2 separate regions of the Macaca mulatta genome follow, and region 1 is linked to region 2. A link is a contact called in public Hi-C data. All regions are on one chromosome and are shown on one strand. The core of a region is the stretch at or near the end of the contact, and the rest is flanking DNA. Distances in the headings are between cores, read along the strand shown.

Region 1 (6,778 bases), core at 3,836-6,335, 53 kb after region 2:
CATCTGGACATCTGCAGAGCATGAGCTCCAAGTGCAGAAATCGTGTCTGGGCTTTGTCCCCTCCTGCCGTTCACTACCTCCTCCCCCTGCCCCAACCTGAAGGCTGAGCACAGAGGACCACCAGGGAGGAGGCCCGGACATTGAGCACCCAGGGTTAGCAGCTGGCAGACTCAGCCAAGAATCCCAGCCCTGTCATGTGCTGGCCGTATGATGCTGGCTGTCACCTAGCCCAGGCTAAGCGCCTGGTTTCCTCCACTTCGAAGGTGCAGCACCATATTCGGAGGGCTGTGGAGGGGTTCGGGGAGGAAATGCATGGCCGGCTTGGGTACCAGGTCTGGCGCAGAGCAGTGGGACCGGACTGGTGGACACTTAGTAAGACAGTGGTGGATTGACTTAGAAGAGGCCTTTCATCGTTTACTTTCTATCCAAGTAGAACACAGGGCTGGCGAATGCTGTCCCACTCCAGCCATTCCTGAGCCCCTAAAGCCCAGGGGCCCCTCACAGTCACCGGGAGAGAAAAGCTACTGGCCTCCTGCTGACGGCCGTCTTCTGTTCCACCAGGATCTCTCAGCATTTTATCCTGCATTTTGAGGTGGCAGTGCCAGGGCTGGCCCTATCAGAATCTGACATTTCGAAAGCTGGTGTCTGGGTCTGCCCAGGTTCTCATCAGCTTCGCCCCGCTGTCCCTCCAGCTGCACCTGGAAGTGTGGCCGAGCCTGCCTGCTGGGTGCTGGAGTTTAACACGCTCCTCTTTTATTTTCCAAGGAACTTCCCATCATACAGGGTTCATCACGCGGGGAAACTCGGCTGTTGGGGTGGGAAGGGGAGAAAGGGAGGTGGAAAGGGGACAGGAGGCAGGAGGGAGAGACAGATTGGAAGAGGGAAGAGGGTCTGAGGATGCCTGAACTTCAACCCACTGGTGCTCATCCAGCCTCCTGGGAAAACAGCCCTGCAGAGCCCCAGGCAGGAGGAAATGGATTTTAACTGGATTCAAAGAGAGCAGGTCAGACCTCCATGAGAATTCCTGATTGTGCAAGATCGACTCAGCCCTCCCTCTTCACCTTACTGTCCAACCACCCCTGTGGTTCCCTGTGCCCCGAACACCCTCCCTGGGCCTCACTGTCCCATTCCCTGCCTGGAAGGCCTCAGAGCAAAGCTGGTGCTGAGCCTCCCCACCCGGTGCACCTGTGCCCTCCTGAGCTCCCTCCCGGCTGCCGCTGTTGCACCTGTGCGGTTGGAGGGTCTTCCTCAGGGGAGGGGGCCTGAGGAAGGCCTGAGGCCTGCAGGGCTTCCCCAGTCCCCTCTCCTGTGCCAGATCCTGAATGAGGGGAGGGGGACGGTTGAGTTGTGTCTCACCAGCACTCGACCACACTTCAGACCACTGACTTATTTTATCTGTGGACCACCCATCGTTAACCACCTGGGAATTAACTCAGCTGTTTCGTGTGGCTCCTGCTGAGCAATGACACCTGTGAGATCAATGGCTGTGCCAGTCATTCTTGCTCAGGGAGACATTAGAGTCACATGATGGTTTTCTGTGGGGGGGGGCACCCTTACCTGCTGCAGGATGCTGGCCTGTGCCACCCCAGCTAGACGGATGACGCAACGTAGAGCAGGGTCCTGCCTCCCTGTCTTCCCACCTGTCACTGGGGACCGCAGCAAGCTCCTACATACGCAGAGCGAGCATGTAATGAGTGGCTTGTGGCTGCAGCACAAACCTCTCCAGCTGCCCCTATGGCCCTCCCAGTGCCCTCTGCACATGCCCTCTGTTCCTACATGTTCCTCCAGAGTAGCCCCCGGTTACCCTCACAGGCATGATCTTCTGGGGTCCTCAAGTACACCATTGAGATGGGCAGGCAAAAGGAGAAACTGAGGCAGGTAGTCCAACTGGCCCAGGGTTTCCCAGAAGCCCCAGCTCGTTCCTCTAGATCCTTGGGCTCGCTGGTCTAAAGCCTGGTGATAACCAGGTGGGTGGGCTGTTCAGACCTGTGCACAGTAAAGAGCTGCTTATAGTGGAGGAATTGGATACACGTGCCCCAGCCTGGAAAACAAGCCATGCCAGTGAATATCCAGGTCGACTTAGGCCTGGCACAACTGCTTGCCTTCTCAGACCTCTCCCAAGTGCCCTCCACTTTGGGCAGGACACCAAGCAATGAACGGCAGGGCCTGCATTCCTGGACCTGGGCACTACATATATTTTTAGCCTCTGCCTTCCTGGGCATTTGCAGGGTGGCTAATGTTCTCAGGGAGCCACCAGCTGCACACCCATGGGCTGGGCGGGCACTCGGAGGCCTCTGGGAACTGCACCCTCCCTGCTTTCAGTCCTGGGGCTCAGAAGCCAGCTCCTCTTTCAAGGTAGAACCAGCTCCTGCTAGTGAAGCATGCACCCCAGCCCCAACACAGCCAGAAGCTTGTGGCTCAGAAACTAGCAGGCATGAAGTACAGGATCTATGACCTTGGATTTCCTTACTTGGAAAGTGGGGTGGGGTGGGGGATAGAAGGACTTTGACTCCACACGAGATCACCAGGCCAGGTCACTCAGGAGACCTGGTTGGCACCTCCTCCTGACAGGTGCACCCTGTATGTCCAAGTGAGGAAGGCTGTGCTATGTTGAGAAGCAGAGTCCAGGTCGTGCTTCCCAGGGCCAGATGCCCCGGTCGCTGGAGATCTCTCTTCCCAAATGTCCCAGTCACTGGAGACCTGTCTTCCCGGGGTCACGCTTCCCAGGGCGAGATGCCCCGGTCACTGGAGACCTCTATTCCCCGGGTCGAGCTTCCCAGGGCCAGATGACCCAGTCGCTGGAAACCTATCTTCCCTCAGCTGGGCTGACTCCATGGCTTTGCTGTGTCTGTTCTCTTCCTGCACACGACATTCCAGGAGCCAAGAAGCAATTCTGGAATGTACAGGTCAATCTTGGCAGATGAAACTGAATTTTCCCTCTTCTCTTCTGCTTCCTGTGTCCTCTTCCTTAAACCCATCACTGTTCTCTTACTGGCCATTGCTGGGCTCTGGTGGGAGCAGGTTGGCTTCACCTTTGTGAAGAGAAAAAGAGACAGTGTGCTGCAGCCCCAAGCCTGTGGAGGATGCCACCAGGCCAGACTGCAACTTCCCTGTGTGTGACTCCCCGTGCTGGGCCTGTTTCCCCTTCTGTCAAATGGGGAGTCACAGCACCTAACCTGCAGGGCAGGTAAGATCTTCTCAGCATAGTCAGAAATACATTTTAGGTCCTTACCAAGTCCACACTTATACAAACAGGTGAAATAAATATTTCACAAAATAATACTTACTTTCACCATGTAAGATACTGTTATTTTCTTTTTTTCCTTTAGAAATAGGGTCTTGCTGCCACCCCTGAGTGCAGTAGTCCGACCACAGCCCATTGTAGCCTCCAACTCCTGGGCTCAAGTGATCCTCCCGCCTCTGCCTCCACCTCCCCAGGAGCTGGAACTACAAATATGTGCCCCCACACTCGCCTTATTTTTTAAAAGGTTTTTTGTAGAGATGTGGTCTCCATATGTTGCCCAGGCTGATCTCTAACTCCTCGCCTCCACTGATCCTCCCGCCTCAGCCTCCCAAAGTGCTGAGATTACAGGCATGAGCCACCCACCACGCCTTCTGATATTTTCTATCTTACTCGATTTCATTTTTATTTATTATTATTTTTCTTGAGACGGGGTCTCACTCTGTCGCCCAGGCTGAAATGCAGTGGTGAGATCTCTGCTCACTGCAATCTCCACCTCTCAGACTCAAGCGATTCTCCTGCCTCAGACTCCCGAGTAGCCGGGGATTGCACGTGCCTGTCACCACGCCCGGCTAATTTTTTTGTATTTTTAGAGTAAAGACAGGGTTTTACCATGTTGCCCAAGTCCATGTTGGACTTGAACTCCTCACCTCAAGTGATCCGCCCGCCTCCGCCTCCCAAAGTGCCGGGACTACCGGCATGAGCCACCGCGCCCAGCCTATTTCATTTTTATAGTCACCACCCGCTATTTTTTTTTCCGGGTCCCAATATTGGTCCCTGATCTGATGATATTCACAGTCAAGACGGTGGCAAAAAAAAAAAAGCACACACCACGCGCCCTCGGTCACTAATCACGCAGAGTACACGCGGGGAGGGCCCGCGGCTAAGCGACTGAGGGCGGCCGAGCTTCCTGCACGACCGGGGAGGTGGGCAAGGCCTCCGGGCCGCAGCCCCGGGGACGAGCGGAGGCCTCCGAGGCCCCCGGTAGCCAGTCAGAATTTATTTTAAGGGAAATGGAAAGCTGCGGCCGGCTTTGGGAGGAGGAGCAGGATTAAAAGAGAAAGTGTGCTCAGCATGTTATATTTGGAGGCTGCCACGCCGGAAGCGCCGCCTTCCCGGGAGCTGCCGCCGCGGCCGCCCCCCGCTGGCACCTGGGCACCGGGGCGGGAGTCCTGGGGCTCCCCGGGAACACCCGGCGCCCAGGGCCTCCGCCGCTCCCCGGTCCCCCACGAGGGTGAGAGCTAGAGGCCCACCTGGCGCAAAATAGGGGAGTCGTCCGGACCCCACTTTTGTAGGAAGAGAAACTGAGGCCAAGGGGGCAAAACCCCAGTGTTTGCGGCGCCCAGAGTCGGGGCCGGGGCCGGCACGCGCGGGGGCGGGGCCTGGCGCTCCTCCCCTGCCCCGTCCACTGAGCGTGCAAACCGCAGCCGCCCACCCACGCGCACGCGCGCTCCGCCCGGGCCGCTTCCCAGCCCTCACCCCGCCCGCCGAGTCTCGTGCTCCCAGCTCCGCCAGGGGCCCGCCGGGAGCCGGCCGAGGAGGGGCGGAGCGCCGGGGAGACCCGCCCTCGGCCAGCGACACCTTGCTGCGCAGGCGCGGCGCGCGGGCCCGCCCCCCAGCTGGCGGCACGGCCATATTTAAAGGACGGCGGGCGCGGCGAACCAATGGGCGGCGAGCGTGAGGGGGCGGTGCGTGGCGGCGCAAGGCCCCGGATGTGGCTGCTGCGGCGGCTCCTCCTCCCCCGCGCTCCTCTCAGAGCTCCGGCCGCGCGCCCCTCCTTGGTTCGCTCGGTGCCCGCGCAGGCCCCTCGGGCGGCGGCGACGAGGCGCCTAGGCGGAAGCGGCGGCGGGCGGAGGAGCGCAGGAACGGGCGGCCAGGCCACCGCGCGGCTGCGGAGCGGGCCGCGGCCCGGCGCTCGTCCCCCCCCGCGGCCCGACGCACCCCGGCCGGCGCCATGAGCGGCTCCTCAGGCACCCCGTATCTGGGCAGCAAGATCAGCCTCATCTCCAAGGCGCAGATCCGCTACGAGGGCATTCTCTACACCATCGACACCGACAACTCCACCGTGGCGCTTGCCAAAGGTAGCGGCCGCCGCCCGCCCTCGCGCCCGCCGGCCCCAACCGCCCGAGTCCGCGGAGCCCGCCGACCCCCGTCCGCCAACAGCCCCGGCCCGCGCCACCCTCCCCGCCCCGGGGCGACCCCAAGCCCGGCGTTGAGACTCCCGTACCGTCCCGGAGCCTGGCGCCCAGACCCCGCCCGGAACCCACCCAGGGCACCCCTAGGCCGAGATCTCCCGCCCGCGCCTTCACCCCGGACGCCCCCCGGGCGCCCCCTCCCGCGCGCCGCCCTCCCCCAGAGCAGCCGGCCGCACAATGGTCTCCCTAGGCTCCCAGGGCGGCGTTATTGTGCGCGGGCGCCGGGCGGTGTTTGGTGAGGGGCGGGCCCGGCCCCGGCGGCGCCGCCCCCTCGGCCGCCCAGCCCACCTCTGCAGGTGCCAGCTCCGAGGGGCAGGGCGGCTCCCGTCTGCGGGCCTCCTCCCCGCCAGCCTGGGGAGATTCCTGCGGGGGAGCCTCGAGGTCGGGCGGCGGGGCCAGTGTCCCGGCCTCTCCCGAAGGCTGGGGGCGGGGTCACAACACGCGAATCCTGCAAGCCTTTCTGGAACCTATTAGACAGCTGGGGCCTTGATCCTGAACAAATACCGCGTCCTAATGCAGCTTCCTGCCAAGGCAGAAGCATCCGTTTGGCAGCCAGATGCCCCGGTTTAAACCGTTCTCCTGCTGTATCCTGACGTTCACACTGTGGGGCTTACCTTTTGGTGACAGCTGCCTGTGGGCGCTGATAACCCGCTGTAGCCGCTGGGAGACTTACAGGAAAGGGGCTGTTCTCTAGAATCAGAATCTCTGAGGTTGTTGAGACAGCGGGTGGTCCAGAGTTTCTTTGTCTTCATCACCCAGAGAAGATGGGGAGTGCACTTCCCCTGCCTCTCAGAGAAAAGTGCCGGTGGAGCCATGTCTGCCTAAGCCCACGTGTGCTGGATCTGGTGCTCGGCTCCCAGGGGTTCTTGAAGTGTCTAGACGCGTCTGAAACGCTTCTTAAGTCACAGGGAGCCGCAAGTGTAGAAGAAGAACTCGTTCCAAACAGGGAGTGTCTTCTGCGTGGCTCCAGGAGCTCGCTGAGCATGCCAGGGCTGTGCACTCACTTGCAGCCGTGGGACCTCACTACACTTATTACAGGAGAGCCCAGTTAGAGAGACAGCCCAGAGTAGGCCCAGGAGTTAGTAGGAGTTGTGCTCTTATGAGTTAGAGGCTGCTGTCCCACCCAGCTCTGCCCCTAGAGGCTTGCTAAAAGGAGATTTGGTAGGGCTCTGGAAGCCTGCTGGTTAGGGGTTAGTGGGCTCAGAATTCCTTATAGGTGCGGAAGCCGGGGTCAGAGGTGGCTTTGGTCATAAAGCAGCCAGCTGGCTGTTTGATCTACAGAGTCATATGTGAACAGGGAGGCCTTGTGAAGCAAGCCTTGTTTTGCTGAGAGCTCTGTACG
Region 2 (6,627 bases), core at 612-3,111:
CTGAGCAGGGGACAGTTGCTGCCACTCGCACCTCCAGGTTCTGCCCTCAGCTCTGCAGACCCCATCGCCTGGCCCAGGGAGCCCCTGCGCTGAGCCTTCCAACCGGGGCAGGGGCACACAGGGCGGGAGCAGGTAAGGACCGCTCCAGTAGGAGTCCTGGCTGAGCCACTCTGAAACAGACCAGCCCCAGCCACAGGCAGCCACCGCGGACGTCTGGAACAGCGACAGGGACGCAGACTATGCCGACTCCCTCTGGCTCACTCGCAGGCAGCCACCCGGGCTGGCCCCGCACCTGGGTAGAGGCTGCCCCTCGGCCTGCTCCAGCCACGGGCCTACGGGACAGATGACCTTAGCATTCCACCAGCGGAGAACTTCCTGGAACTGGCAGCTGGCGCTGCTGGACCCGCCCTTCCCTCCCGCCCCGTGCGGCCACTCACCTGGGGGCAGCTGGAAGTTCTGGATGTTGGTCGGGTTCTGAGGCGGCTGCGGCAGGCGGGGGGCCAGCACGGTGGGCGTCAGGGTGGCCCGGATCCCGCTGGTGGTGGCCGTGGGCGTCCGGGGCAGGCTCTGGGTCACTGCGCCGGCCGCGCCTTTGGGCAGCCCGGTGGGGGTCCCGGGGGCGGGCGGTGGGACGGCGGCGGGGCTGGGCAGCGCCCCTTGCATAGTTGGCCCGATGACCATGCTGGCAGCCGTGCTGGCCGGGCCGCTGGCCGCCAGGGTCTGCGCCGCCGGGGGCGCCGCCTGCACCACCGTCTTGGGCGACTCGGCCTTGACCCCCGGCGCTGGCGCTGCAGCCGCCGCGCCAGGCCCGGGCTGGCCGCTGACCCCCGCGGGGCCCCCGGCGGCCGGGGCGGGGGCGGGGGCTGCCCCGGCGCTGCCCCCGTTCTGGGCTGCGGCAGGGGGCGGCGCAGCGGGCGCGGCGGTCGGGGGTCCGGCAGGGTGGCCGGGCGGCCGCGCCAGGGTGGCGGGCGCGGGGGGTGGCGGGGGCGGGGCGGCGGCGGGGGCGGCGGGCGCGGGGGCGGCGGGGGGCGAGGGCGCGGCGGGCGCGGGGGGCGCGGCGGCGCCCACGAAGGGGGGCGTCTGGATGACAGTGCCGGGGGCGGCGGGCTTGGGCAGCGGCAGCAGCGCGGCGGGCCCGTTGTTGACCAGGCTGACAGCAGGTGCGGCGGCGTGGTGCGAGTTCAGCAGCGCGGCGCTCCCATTCAAAGTTTGCGCGGCGCCGGGGCCGGCGGGCTTGCCAGGGCCAGGGCCGGGGCCGGGCCCGGGGCCGGGGCCGGGGCCGGCGCGGGCGGCCAGCGCGGTGGGGCCGGCGGGCTTGGCGGGGCCGGCGGGGGCGGGCTCGGGCCCCGCGGCGACGGCGGCGGCGGCGGGCACCGGGGCGCAGGCCCCCGCGCTGCCCTCGGGCGGCGGCCTCAGCTTCGCGGCGGGCGGCGCGGGCCCTGCGGGGACAAGGGGGCGGCGCGGTGAGGGGGGGCCCGGGCGCCGCGGCCCCCCGCCCCCCGGCCGCGCTCTACCTGCGGGGGGCGGCTCCGGCGCCGCTCCGGGCGCGCCCTCGGCGGGGGCGGCCGGCCCTGCGCCCGCGGCTCCGGCCGGGCTGCCGCTCACAACATGGTTCCCGAGCGCGCCGGCGGCCGCGGCCCGCACCTCGGGCGTGCGCGGCGCGAGGTGGTGGTGGTGGGCCGCGCTGGCCGCCAGCTGCGACTCGAGCGAGCCCACCAGGTCGCTCACCACTTTCTCGTCCACCTCGCTGTTGAAGAAGACCTCGTCCAGCAGATCCGAGCCCGCCGCCATCTTTTTTCCTCGGCCGCCGCCGCCGCCGCCGCTCGGGCCGAGCGCGCCTGGGCGAGGAGGAGGTTCCGAGTGGGGCGGGCGCTGGGCGGGCGGGGGGCGGCGCGCGGCCGGCGGGGGGCGGGGGCGCGCGGCCGGGGGGCGGGGGCGCGGGGGTGGCGCTCCTGCGCAGGCGCGGAGACCGCGGGCGCCCGGCGATTGGCTGCGGTGCGCACTTAAAAGGCGCGGCCAATGGCTGCGAGCGCTAGAGGCCGGGGCGCGGGCGGTCGGCCTGGGCGCGGTAGCAGCGGCGGGAAGCGCGGGGGCTGGAGCTCGGGGACGCGGGAGCCGGGGCGGTGGCGGGCAGGGCGGGGCGGTGGCCGCCGGGCGGGGCGCGGGATGCGGGGACGGTGCGCCGGGCCGGGCCGAGGCGAGCGCGGGGCGGCGACGGGGCTTCGCTCTTTGTCTCCGCTCGCTCCAAAATGGCTGCGGCGGCGCTGACGGGAACGCCGGGCGGGCCGCCCTGTGCGGTGGCAGCGGAGGTGCAGGGCCCGTCCGAGGCCCGGGGAGCAGCGCGCGGGGATGCCGGGGCGCCGGCCGGGCAGCGCGCAGGCCCCGGAGTGGATGGGCCCGAGAAGCAGGCGGGGACGGGGACGGGGCTCTCGCAGCGCGCCCTGAGGACGGGGACCGGCGCCCGGCCCCTCCAAGCCGCCGCGGGGAAGGAAGCTGGGTCCGCCCCTGGGTAGCCGGTCCCGGGCGGTGGGGAGGGGTCCTGCGCGCACGGCTCTTCTCGCCCTCCAATCGTGACCACCCCTGGCCCTTCCCTCCATTTTTAATCAATAAACTAAGCCGCCCCGGGGTGACTGTACCCGCACCTAGCTGCCTTGGAGACGGGAGTGTCATTATAAGCCCGTAGGTAAGAGCACGGTGCCTGCCAGGCGCCAAACGAAGTTCCCGAGCTGGCAAGTCTGGAAGTAGCTTTCTTTTTACCTTCTGCTGGGGGAGGGGAGTAAGTTACCTAAAATGTTCCCAAGCACCTTCTCTCTAGAAATACTTCAGTAAAAGTTCCAGTTCCCTCTTTCTGCGTGTTTTATTTTCCAACCAAAAGATGGTGTTATTGGACATTTCTAGTGGTTTTCCTTTCTCCCATTTCTTTCTAAGAGCCCAGAATAGGTTTCAGAGAGACGCTTCCTTGCCTCGGACCTCACTGGGGACAAGAGGCCGCAGGATCAGTCTTCGCAGCTGAAGACAGCGCCGCAATAAGCAGAGACCTCGGGACGATGAATGACGTTGCTGACATAGAAAATGATTTTTTTAATTGTTGTAGCAAAGGAGACTGCTAGTCTCAACAGCAGACCCGAACTGGACCCTTGTGCCTGTTCGAATTGCAGCCTCGCAAGGGAATGGACTGACTGAGACAGCTGGAATACGGGACTTCACCCCAGGCTTGTTTCTCGACAGCAGCAGCAGCCAATGAGCATTGAGGACGGAGCCTAGGAGAGGTGCCTCCCCTCTAGGGAAACAGTGTTCGGGGGAAATCACTGCAAACGTACAGCTGGAATTTTGTACCTGAACTTTGGCTCCCAGAAGGCAGGAAAGGAAATGAATGAAGCCAGCTGGGTATGGCAGGGAGGGCCCCTATGGGTGCACATATGGGGCACCTTGAGCTCAGTAGGGGGACAGTCTGAGTTTTCCAGAAAGAGCAGAGATATAAAGTGATGATTAAATCTCGAGATTTTTAATTTTTAAGTGTTGACAACTAATTAGAACATTTTTAAAGTAGGTCAAACCACAGGCAGGCTGACCGGCCTCATGCACAACTTGCAAGGTGGGGCGCACCAGGCTCACAGCACAGCCCATACCCTCAGACCCCTCACACTGGAGTGGGAGCAGAAGCAGAACGCCGGACTTGCATGAAACAGACCAAGTTCCAAGGCCCCTGGGTCCCAAAGGCTGGGGTAACTTAAGGTTCCCACGCTCAGGCCTCCACTCTTCAAGTCCGCTGCTACTCCACTGAGATCTGTAATGAGTCTCCTGCCATCTACACACAGTGGTGGCTTCTCTTCTCCAAGGCCCCGCCAGGAGCCCTTCATTCCAACATATTCGGGGCTCTCTGTAGGCTGGGCTCAGCCTCCTGCACACACGCCTTGGTTGACATTATCCGCAGGATCTTCTGAGGAACCGTCCAGCCTGGCAACTGCAGAAACTGTGAGGAGTTTAGGGTCTGTGCCCACCTATCCCAGCTTCCCTTGCAAGGAGGGTCTTGTGCACCAGAAGACCCTGGGGAGGGTGGGAGCTGCAGACAGCCAGGCAGCTCTATGTCTGGGGTTTGCAGGAGCACTGCCTCCCCGAGGAGGAGGAGCTGGGGTGTGGCGGGGGTGTGAGGACACCCCTCCTAGTGTGAGGAGCTGGGGTGTGGCGGGGGTGTGAGGAGGAGCTGGGGTGTGGCGGGGGTGTGAGGACGCCCCTCCTAGTGTTCATGTGGTGGGGGGTCACCCTGGGGACCTCGGGCCAAATTTTAGTTACTGTATGATTTAAGTTGTTGGCACAAGCAGGTAGGACTTGTGTAGTTTGAAAGAAAAATCCCACCCAGCATAAAAAGAGGAAAGAGGGAATTGTAACAAATGTCAATCATAAGCACTGTTTAAATCCAGAAAAATGTTTGCTGGGAGGCTATGGGCAGAGAGGTGGCCTCAGCAGCGGGCAGCTCAGTGGGCCTTCCAAGTTTACTAAGCAGGGTCTTTTTCAATAAAATAGAGCATCAGACATGCTCACTTAAATATAAAAAAAATAAAAACAAGTTTTGGATTAAGTTTAAAACACATTAAGAATAAAACAAATCTAAGAATAAAAGGAATCAGTGGTTTCCAAGCTGTAGGTTGTGTGAAAGGTCTGTGGTGTTTGTTTTGTGACCTGTGCTTTTATTGTCTGCCTGACTGCCTTCATCATAAAACAAATTTTTTTTAACAAGCCACCGCCGTGGCTCATGCCTGTAATTGCAGCACTTTAGGAGGCTGAGGCAGGAGGATGGCCTGAGCCCAGGAGTTCAAGACCAGCCTGGGCAACAAAGCAAGACACTGTCTCTACTAAAAACATCTTTTTTTAATTAGCCAAGCGTGGTGGTGTGCACCTGTGGTCTCAGCTCTTTGGGAGATTGGAGCAGGAGGATCACTTGGGCCCTGGAGTTCAAGGCTACAAGTGTGCCACTGTGCTCCAGGCAGGGCGACAGAATGAGACCTCTTCCCCCTACTCCGCAAAGAAAAAGGCGTGCAGCTAGATAGCAGCTGAGTGTTTTTGGGGTGTCTTCAGCCCCACTGGCAGCGTTCCTCAGTCTTGCAGACTCAGGGGATGTCCGTGGTCAAAAATGAGTCCACATCCCAGGGAGAAACTTGTGGCCACCTAATTGCTCTGTAAATGCAGATGGACGCATTTCTCAAGGCTGCCTTAACAAATTGTATACAACTTCAGCAACAGAGGTGGAGTCTCACAGCTCTAGACACCAGAACCAGGGTGTGGGCAGGGCCGCACTCCCTCCGGACGCTCCAGGGGAGGATCCTTCCTGCCTCCTCCAGCTTCCGGTGGCTCCAAGCATTCCTGGGCTTGTGGCCACATCACTCCAGTCTCTGTATTCACCTGACCTTCTCCCTGTGTGTCTGTGTCCTCTCACAAGGATACCAGTCGTTGGATTCAAGACCTCCCTAAATCCAAAACGATTTCATCACAAGATCCTTAACCAATTATGTCTGCAAAGCCCCTGCTTCCAAATAAGGTCACATTCTCACGTTCTAGTGGATATGGTTTGAGGGGACACTATTCAAGTCAGTATTACATGGGATGGCTACTTACTGTTCACTTATAGGGAGACCTTTGAGAAATTAGGAGGCACTTAGCCTGTCCCGTTCACCCCAGAACACAAGCCTGGGGAGGCTGAAGTCTGAGACAGTAGCCTGCGACCTGAGAGTTCTGGAGTAGAGAAGTCCACTGGCCAGGACACCTCCACCCCCTGCCCTGCTTTTGCAAGGAAATGAGGATGCTCAGATCTGCTCGGCCAGGACTCTCGCCAGGGTCAGGCCTTGGCCAGACACCAGCGTTAATCAGGCCTGACACGTGATCAAGGGCCAGGCGGAGCCTGTTGTACAGATGAGGAGGGACTGGAGCTTGAGGTTAAGTCAGCAGCCCAGGTTTCATTCTTGGAAGGGGCAGAAACCTTGGACTCGGACCCAAAAGCTGGCAGAGCTGGCACTGCCCAGCTGACCGACCCGTGCATCCCCACACCAGACGCACTTGGATGCCACGGATTAGACTCCTGCTCACTAAATTATAGTCAAGAGTCAGGCCTGCTTCCTCCCTGAAATTGACCCAGATCTCCCAAGTGGGGCTGTCTGCAAACTCTTTTTTTTTTTTTTTTTTTTTTTTTTGAGACAGAGTCTCCCTTTGTCGCCCAGGCTGGAGTGCAGTGGCCGGATCTCAGCTCACTGCAAGCTCCGCCTTCCCGGGTTTACGCCATTCTCCTGCCTCAGCCTCCCGAGTAGCTGGGACTACAGGCGCCCACCACCTCGCCCGGCTAGTTTTTTGTATTTTTTAGTAGAGACGGGGTTTCACCATATTAGCCAGGATGGTCTCGATCTCCTGACCTCGTGATCCGCCCGTCTCGGCCTCCCAAAGTGCTGGGATTACAGGCTTGAGCCACCGCGCCCGGCCCGCAAACTCTTGAGTGACTCATTTACAACAGCCTCTTGGCTGACTCCCATAAATGGCTAACCATAGCCATCATGGATGGATTTTACTAGCTTAACTCAGACAGCAGCGTATTTATTTCAAAGCTCAGGAGTGAACGTCTTTGTCCTGACGGCACTCCAA

The links. Hi-C and Micro-C count contacts between places; a contact is called where the count stands out from the background.
Region 1: a contact with region 2 is called in a Hi-C map of fetal cortex germinal zone, with 2.4 times the contacts expected there. The contact joins the promoter of LSM14B here to the promoter of TAF4 in region 2. A contact is called at or near these places in 3 of 14 Hi-C or Micro-C datasets (fetal cortex germinal zone, fetal cortical plate and liver).

What each region holds. Positions count from the first base shown.
Region 1 is chr10:114,910,268-114,917,045 of T2T-MMU8v2.0, forward strand. It overlaps LSM14B (LSM family member 14B), which reads left to right and starts at 5,086. Exons shown (of 9, transcript NM_001261605.1): 1 at 5,086-5,322. The coding sequence starts at 5,196. It overlaps LOC114670527 (a long non-coding RNA gene), which reads right to left and starts at 4,826. Exons shown (of 4, transcript XR_013400106.1): 1 at 4,721-4,826; 2 at 2,471-3,032; 3 at 1,805-1,986; 4 at 385-1,666.
Region 2 is chr10:114,860,598-114,867,224 of T2T-MMU8v2.0, forward strand. It overlaps TAF4 (TATA-box binding protein associated factor 4), which reads right to left and starts at 1,862. Exons shown (of 16, transcript XM_077952132.1): 1 at 1,515-1,862; 2 at 438-1,439. The coding sequence starts at 1,791.